Regions from separate parts of the Sus scrofa genome. Here region 2 is linked to region 1. A link is a contact called in public promoter capture Hi-C data. All regions are on one chromosome and are shown on one strand. Each heading gives the region's core, a stretch centred on a gene start, on an enhancer-like site or on the middle of the called end of the contact. The rest is flanking DNA. Distances are from core to core; before and after follow the strand shown.

The links. Promoter capture Hi-C pulls out the DNA fragments that hold promoters and counts their contacts.
Region 2: a contact with region 1 is called in a promoter capture Hi-C map of liver, with 5 times the contacts expected there. The contact joins two enhancer-like sites. A contact is called at or near these places in 1 of 5 promoter capture datasets (liver) and 2 of 47 Hi-C or Micro-C datasets (liver and skeletal muscle).

Annotation. Positions count from the first base shown.
Region 1 is chr4:16,740,891-16,744,182 of Sscrofa11.1, forward strand. No RefSeq gene overlaps it. Among named protein-coding and RNA genes, the nearest start is that of ZHX2, 190 kb to the left of the region's middle. Within about 2 kb of position 1,656, at least 10 of the 83 cell types and tissues checked have an H3K27ac peak or open chromatin away from gene starts, as enhancers often do. A contact at or near this core is called in liver, where this site is marked.
Region 2 is chr4:16,831,053-16,834,462 of Sscrofa11.1, forward strand. No RefSeq gene overlaps it. Among named protein-coding and RNA genes, the nearest start is that of ZHX2, 280 kb to the left of the region's middle. Within about 2 kb of position 1,424, at least 2 of the 83 cell types and tissues checked have an H3K27ac peak or open chromatin away from gene starts, as enhancers often do. A contact at or near this core is called in liver, where this site is marked.

The DNA.
Region 1 (3,292 bases), core at 406-2,905:
CTCTGCTAACCAGGAAAATCATTTCATTTTTAAAGCATCCCTTTGATCATCCTTAGCCTGATGAAAAGAAGGCTCAGAGAGGTTAGGTCCAGGTCATGTTTACTGCAATATGTACCCCGACCTTAAATACCGTTGCATTCCACCTCTCGTTCTGTTATAGCATCTCTCAATTCTTGGTGTGATTGGGAAGACGTTTGGGACAAAGCGGTCAGCAGGAGGCAGCCTGGGACTTCCCAGGAGCCTCTTAGAACTTCCAGCTGCGCTGTGGTTTGCAGAACCCCGGGCGATCACTCCCGCTTACTCAGAGGCGCATTCTGACCTTTGCGACTGGATTTGTCCTCTGCGGAGGGCTGGTAGGGACTCTCTGATCCATGCAGAGGTGAGTCCAAGACCCCTGAGTTGGGTCTAAATGTGAGGGTGTTTCTACCGACAGCTCCTATCTGGGGTCAGAAAGAGTGAAAGAAGGGTAGAAACAACTTGAGAGAGAAGCAAGTCTCTTATCAGAATCTTTTTTTTTTAAATTAATTTTTAAATTGGGGTATAGTTGATTTACAGTGTTGAGCCAATTTCTGCTCTACAGCATAGTGACCCTGTCATGCCTATATCAACATTCTTTCTTTCTCTGGTGAGGGCCTCCGAGGGCCTCTGTGGTGGCACACACAGTGGGAGCAGATGCAGCCATGGCAGGCATTTGGGCTCTTTAATAAAAAGGAGACGGGGAGGTGGTGCAGAAGAGGTCCTGAGGTCGTCCAATGCTCTCCTCCCAGAAGCCGTGACTCCCTAACCAGCCGCTGGTGGCAAGGAAAATCTGGTTGAATGTAGTTTTGCATGGGAGAACTTCCTGTGGCCAGAGAGGTCACACGTGTATCAGCAGCCTCTGTTCATTGTGCAGGGGCCTCTGGCCATCTGGACCACCCAGGGGCCGTGTTTTCCTAAGGAGGGCAGGATGAAGGAGAGGGGCTTGACACTGCAGCCCCAAGGTAATTACCAGATGGCAAAATGCTTTTTTCATAGGATGATTCAGAACAACCGAGTCACCCCAGGAAAGCTAAGCTGATTTCGTCTTTAGCGTCCGGCTTTTCACTTTCCAAGCTGTGCTCTTTTCTTTCCCTTGATGGGCAGCACCAAAGGCTGCCTCTGAAGGGCTGAAAGAGGTGGTTTGGGCCGCTGAGAGTGTGGGTGGGGCAACGACCGCCCCCCACCTCCTCTGCTGTGGCCAGTCAGTCGGGGGCGCTGTGCACTCCCAGAGGGCCCGCACCTCGGCGGGGTACAAGGGCCTGAGCGAGGAAGACCGATCCTGGAGGGAAGCGCCCCCTGGCCACCCGCCACCGGACTGCGGACAAGTTCTTCTCAGAACTTTGCAGAATGGGGATGATAATTCCGACTTTATGGGGTTAAATAAAATATTCTATGTGCCCAGGTCGACTTTCAGTAGAACTCTTCCATTCTGATGCTCCAGTGGCCTTATTCACAGACCATCTAACACCTCCCTGATGTGAAACGTCAACCAGAAACGGTACATTTGCATACCCAGAACGCAGGGATTTCCAAAAACGAAATGAACCCATTTCCGAGCATGTCAGAATACGTGTGCGCGCGCGCTGGTGCCATGATGCTTCCTCTTTCTGCCTCCAGCGACCTCCAGCTCTTTATTTGCCTCCCAGACCACTGCCTTTTTGTCCACTCCACTGCCAGCACAAACTGGGCTAAATGAAGGAAACGGATGTGACAATGCCCCAGAGATCTCCTAGCTGGTAGAAGCGTCTGAAAAAAGGTTTTATTTTTTCCTTTAAAAAAATATTCTCCCCTTAAAGTTTTGTTCTGCTCAACTTTTGAATCCCTGCCATTCCTGTTCCTCTGTGTAAAAAATAGACTAGGGCCGGGGCCTAGGTGTTGGGGAGATTTAATTGCGGAGACCCTCTGGTTCTCTCTCCTTCCCCGCCCCCACTCACACGCGCATTGCCAACAGCAGAGTCTTTGACCAGCAGAGGGCAGCAAAGTACAAGGGATCAGAGTCTCGCGGACCCAGCGCTGCTCCATTTGGTTCAGTCTATGGGGTCCAGGTGGGCCCTGAAACCAGCTGTCTTGGGTCTCATCCTTTGCTTTGGCCACTGATTCCCTTGCTCACACTTACCTGGTGGGTAAATCGTTTAGGTGACAAAATGGCGGAAGGAACATATGCTTTACAGCAAGACAGAAGTTTGAGTCCTAATTACTTTAGTTTCTGTCTGTCTGTTTTTTGGGGGCCACACCCACAGCATATGGAGGTTCCCAGGCTAGGGGTTTAATCAGAGCTGTAGCCGCAGGCCTACGCCGCAGCTACAGCAATGCGGGATCCGAGCGGCGTCTGTGACTTCACTACAGCTCATGGCAATGATGGTTCCTTAACCCATTGAGCGAGGCCAGAGATCGAACCAGGGTCCTCATGCATGCTAGTTGGGTTAGTTAACCGCTGAGCCACCAGGGGAAGTCCTATGTTAGTTTCTTGGTCTGTTAAAATATAACAATAATAGTTCTCAGTTGCAGAGCGCTTATTATGTACTGAACTCTGGTTCAAGCTCTTCCTGGTGGAGAATACTTGAACTCAATCTAAGATTAAGTGAGAATGAAACGACTTCAGCCAATTATTCTTGAAAATGGATGGAGAAATAAGGTTAGAGTTATTGCTTGAATCCATCAACCTCTCCAACTTATATTTAAAAAATATGACATTATTAAAGAAAAAATTAAGCTCCTGTAATTTCACCCCTCTAATTTAACCTCATGTTATTACTATAATGTTTTTCATGGTGTTATTGGTTGTCATGTATCTTCATAGAAATTTCTATGTAATTGCAAGCACAACGCTTACCACATTTTGCATTTTTAAAATTTAATCTTTCAACATGTTAAATGAAGCATGGGTGAGGAAAGTCATGGGCTTTGAATCATTCTGTCCTGGCTGTATGTCTTGACTCTGCCTCTTACAAAACAGTGAACCTGAGGGTGTTACATAACATCTCTGTGTCTCGGGTTCCTCACCTGTAAAATATGCTAATGATAGTAACTACCTTACGGAGTTGTAAAAAGTAAGTAACTTAATATACATAGAGCAGTGGCTCTCAACTGGGAGTGCTTTTGCCTCCAAGGGGGCATCTGGCAATGTCAGGAGACACTTTTGGTCATCACAGCTGTGGGGTGGGAGGGTGCTACAGACATCCAGTGGGTAGAGGCCCAGGATGCTGCTGAACTTCTTACACTGCACAGAACGCTTCCACAACAAAGAATCATCTGGCGCCAAATGAGAAATCCT
Region 2 (3,410 bases), core at 174-2,673, 90 kb after region 1:
CACTTTGCTGTATAGCAGAAATTGGCACAATATTGTACATCAATTATACTTTAATAAACACATAAAAATGTGAATTAACTTTTATCAGAAATTTTATGTGTGTGTGAGTATGTGTGTGTAAAATCATTCATTTACTTCACAATATACAAATAGGCATATTGGCAGTAGAAAGAGATTGTCCTTCTAAATATCTTGGATCTAGGGAAGGAAAAGCCTAACATACAATGATTACTTGATAAATATAAGCACTTTTAGTGTCAGGACTCTGAAGTCATAAATCTTGCTTTGCCTTTACAGGAATCTCTAAATATCATTTATGATGACAACATAGAGCAGAATTCCATGGTGGATCTGAAGATTCTTCTAGCGTAATTCAGATCCCATTTTCTTGGGTTATTATATTCATTCCGCTCAGACTAACACATTGCTTGAATATAATGTTCGGCATATTTTTAGACCTTTATTATTTCTTCCTGGGGAATTGGCAAGAGGTCTGGTGAACATTAATTTTTAAATCCTGCAAAAAGTTATTTCTTTTAATCGAAACCCCTTTGGAGCGCTCACAAGTTGGAACCATAATTTCTTAGAAACAACATTGGTAGCCTGTCAAAATATTAAAAAAAAAAAAAAAAGAGTGATTTTTTTTTTTCTTGGTTTGCTTCAGGGGTTGCTTAAAGTGGCTCCTGATATTTTGAACACATAATAGTTTAGAAAACATCTTTGGCTGCTCAGGGTAATTTAAAGAGATTCTTTTTAATAGTACATTGTGTTTTTATTATAAATGTAGGAGAAAGTTTTGTTTATCCTTTAGAATTGGCTCTTTATTATAAAATAATTTCTGTACTGGGTATAGTACTTAATTTTTTTGTATTTATTTTTAAATTGTGTTGATATCTTGTTTATTTTTTGCTTTGATATTGAGAGAGTGTAGTCTGGAAGCAAAAATACTAGAGTTGGAGGAAGAAAACCTGGGATCTTGGCTAAGCTATCTACCATCTAAATCTCCATTTCCTCATCTGTAAAAGAAGAATAAGAATTGTTCCAAAGGCAACAGTTTGCATCTATTAATCCCAAATTCCCAATCCATCCCACTCCCTCCCCTCCCCCTTGGCAACCACAAGTCTGTTCTCCTTGTCCATGTTTTTCTTTTCTGTGGAAAGATTCATTTGTGCCGAGTATTCGATCCCAATTTTATATACTTTCTCAAGATGAAGCAAAAACATGAATATAATTGCTTTGTAAACAAGATAAAAGTATATGTGTATATGTATTATTGTCATCTGTCAAATGAAAATAATAATTCTTATTCATGGAGGTTGTTATGAGGATTAAATAATTCATACATATAAAAGAATCGCAGTGGAACATAATAGGCATTCAACAAGTATTAGGCAATGTTATTATTATTCTAATAAGTAATGTATTAAGCTTGTAGTCCAGGGTTCAGTCTTGCATGTTATGCAAAGCAAAATAATCCAACTGAACAAATATAGGGCATTGTGAAACCAAAGCCAAACCTGGCTAAGCACTAGAAATGAAAACAAAAACAGTTATAGAAAATTTTAAAAATTCAACAAAGATAAATTTCTAGTGTGATATGTACGGTTTAAATTTCTAGTGTGATATGTATGGTTTATGTTCCCTCAAAATTCATACGTTGAAATCCTAACCCTCAAGGCAATGGTATGAGGAGCTGGGGCTTTTAGGTGCTGATTAGGTCCTGAGGATGGAGTCCTCAACGATGAGATTAGTGCCCATATAAAAGGGGCCCAAGAGAGATGCCTCACGTCCTCTACCTGAGGACTCAGTGAGAAGGTGCGATCTATGAACCAAAGACATGTCCTTGTCCTTACAAGATGCTGAATTTGCTGGCACCTTGGTCCCCAATTTCTCAGCCTCCAGAACTGTAAGGAATATCTGTTTATTTAGAAGTCACTTAGTCTATGATACTTTGTTATTGCAGCCCAAACAGACTAAGATATAGTGCTTTTGGGGAGTCATTTCAGGACCAAAAAACATGTCTGGGCTTAAAATACCTATTAGGTACCCCCTGCCTTTTTTTGAGGGGAGGATTGCAGTTTCACTGGTTCCAACAAGCAACTCTACTTGGACATCTTGGTGAGACCTTCAAAGCTGTCAGGTTTAATTTCAAAAATGTAGAAAGGTGACTCATGCATGAAAAATGAACATGTATCAAATAATGTACAAAACTAATTAATTAATGATGGAATCAATACAGTGGTAAAGCTGGTTCGAAAGAAAACTGGAGGGTAGTTCCTGTCATGGCTCAGTGGTTAATGAAAGAGACTAGCATCATGAGGACATGGGTTCGATCCCTGGCCTCACTCAGTGGGATGAGGATCTGGTGTTGCTGTGAGCTGTGGTGTAGGTCACAGACAAGACTCGGATCTGGAGTTGCTGTGGTTGTGGTGTAGACCGGCAGCTACAGCTTGGATTTGACTCCTAGCCTGAGAACTTCCATATGCTGTGGATGTGGGCCTAAAAAGACACAGACACACAGACACACAGACACACACAGACACACACACACACACACACACACGGAAAAAAAAAACCTGGAGGAATGGAGATTTATATAGACAGGCATTCAAAGACACGCTAAAGTAAATTTGCTAATATATATACACTGGTTACTATCCTGCAGGGGAATACAACAATAACTTTGTGCTTTTCTTTTCTATTAGAGAGAAATCTGCAAGTTAACATGGAACTTCACAGAATTTGGGCTCTAATCAAAAAAGTAAATAGCAAAGACAAAGTGTCTTCTTTGTTAATGAAAAAATTCTTTGGTAAGTCTGTCAAACAATGCCTTATATTGAAAGCACATTTTCTTGTCTTATTTCCAAGTTTTGGATAATTTTATTTTATTAATAGAAAGACACTAGGTTTTAAAGAGGGCAAAGACATGATATGATTTTTGTTTTAAGAAAATCTCTAAGAGAGCCTTTGCCTTGGAGTCATAGACTTTAGGAGACCAATAGAGGAAGCAGGAGCACCCTCAAGGAGGCAAGTACTTTAGCCCAAGTGAGAGATTGTGTTAATGTGGACTACAAGAGCAGTGGCTGAGGTTGAAAGACATAGCCATATTTGAAATATATTTGTAAGGTAAAGCCAACAGGATTTGCGGATAGATTGGAAGTAGTGTATGAGAGAAAATGAGGAGTTGTGTTGAATGCTAGGTTTGGCTGGGTCCTGGGTATGCAGCATGAGGAACACAAATTCCCTGCCCACAAGGAGTTTACAGTCTACTGAGAGATTTTTTTGAGCAGGCTTATGGTTTCTGGGGGGACGGGGTAGGAAGTGGGATGGATGAGGAGTTTGGGGTTGGTGGATGCAAACTATTATGTTTAGGAGGTCCTACTATACAGCACAGGGAACTATATCCAACT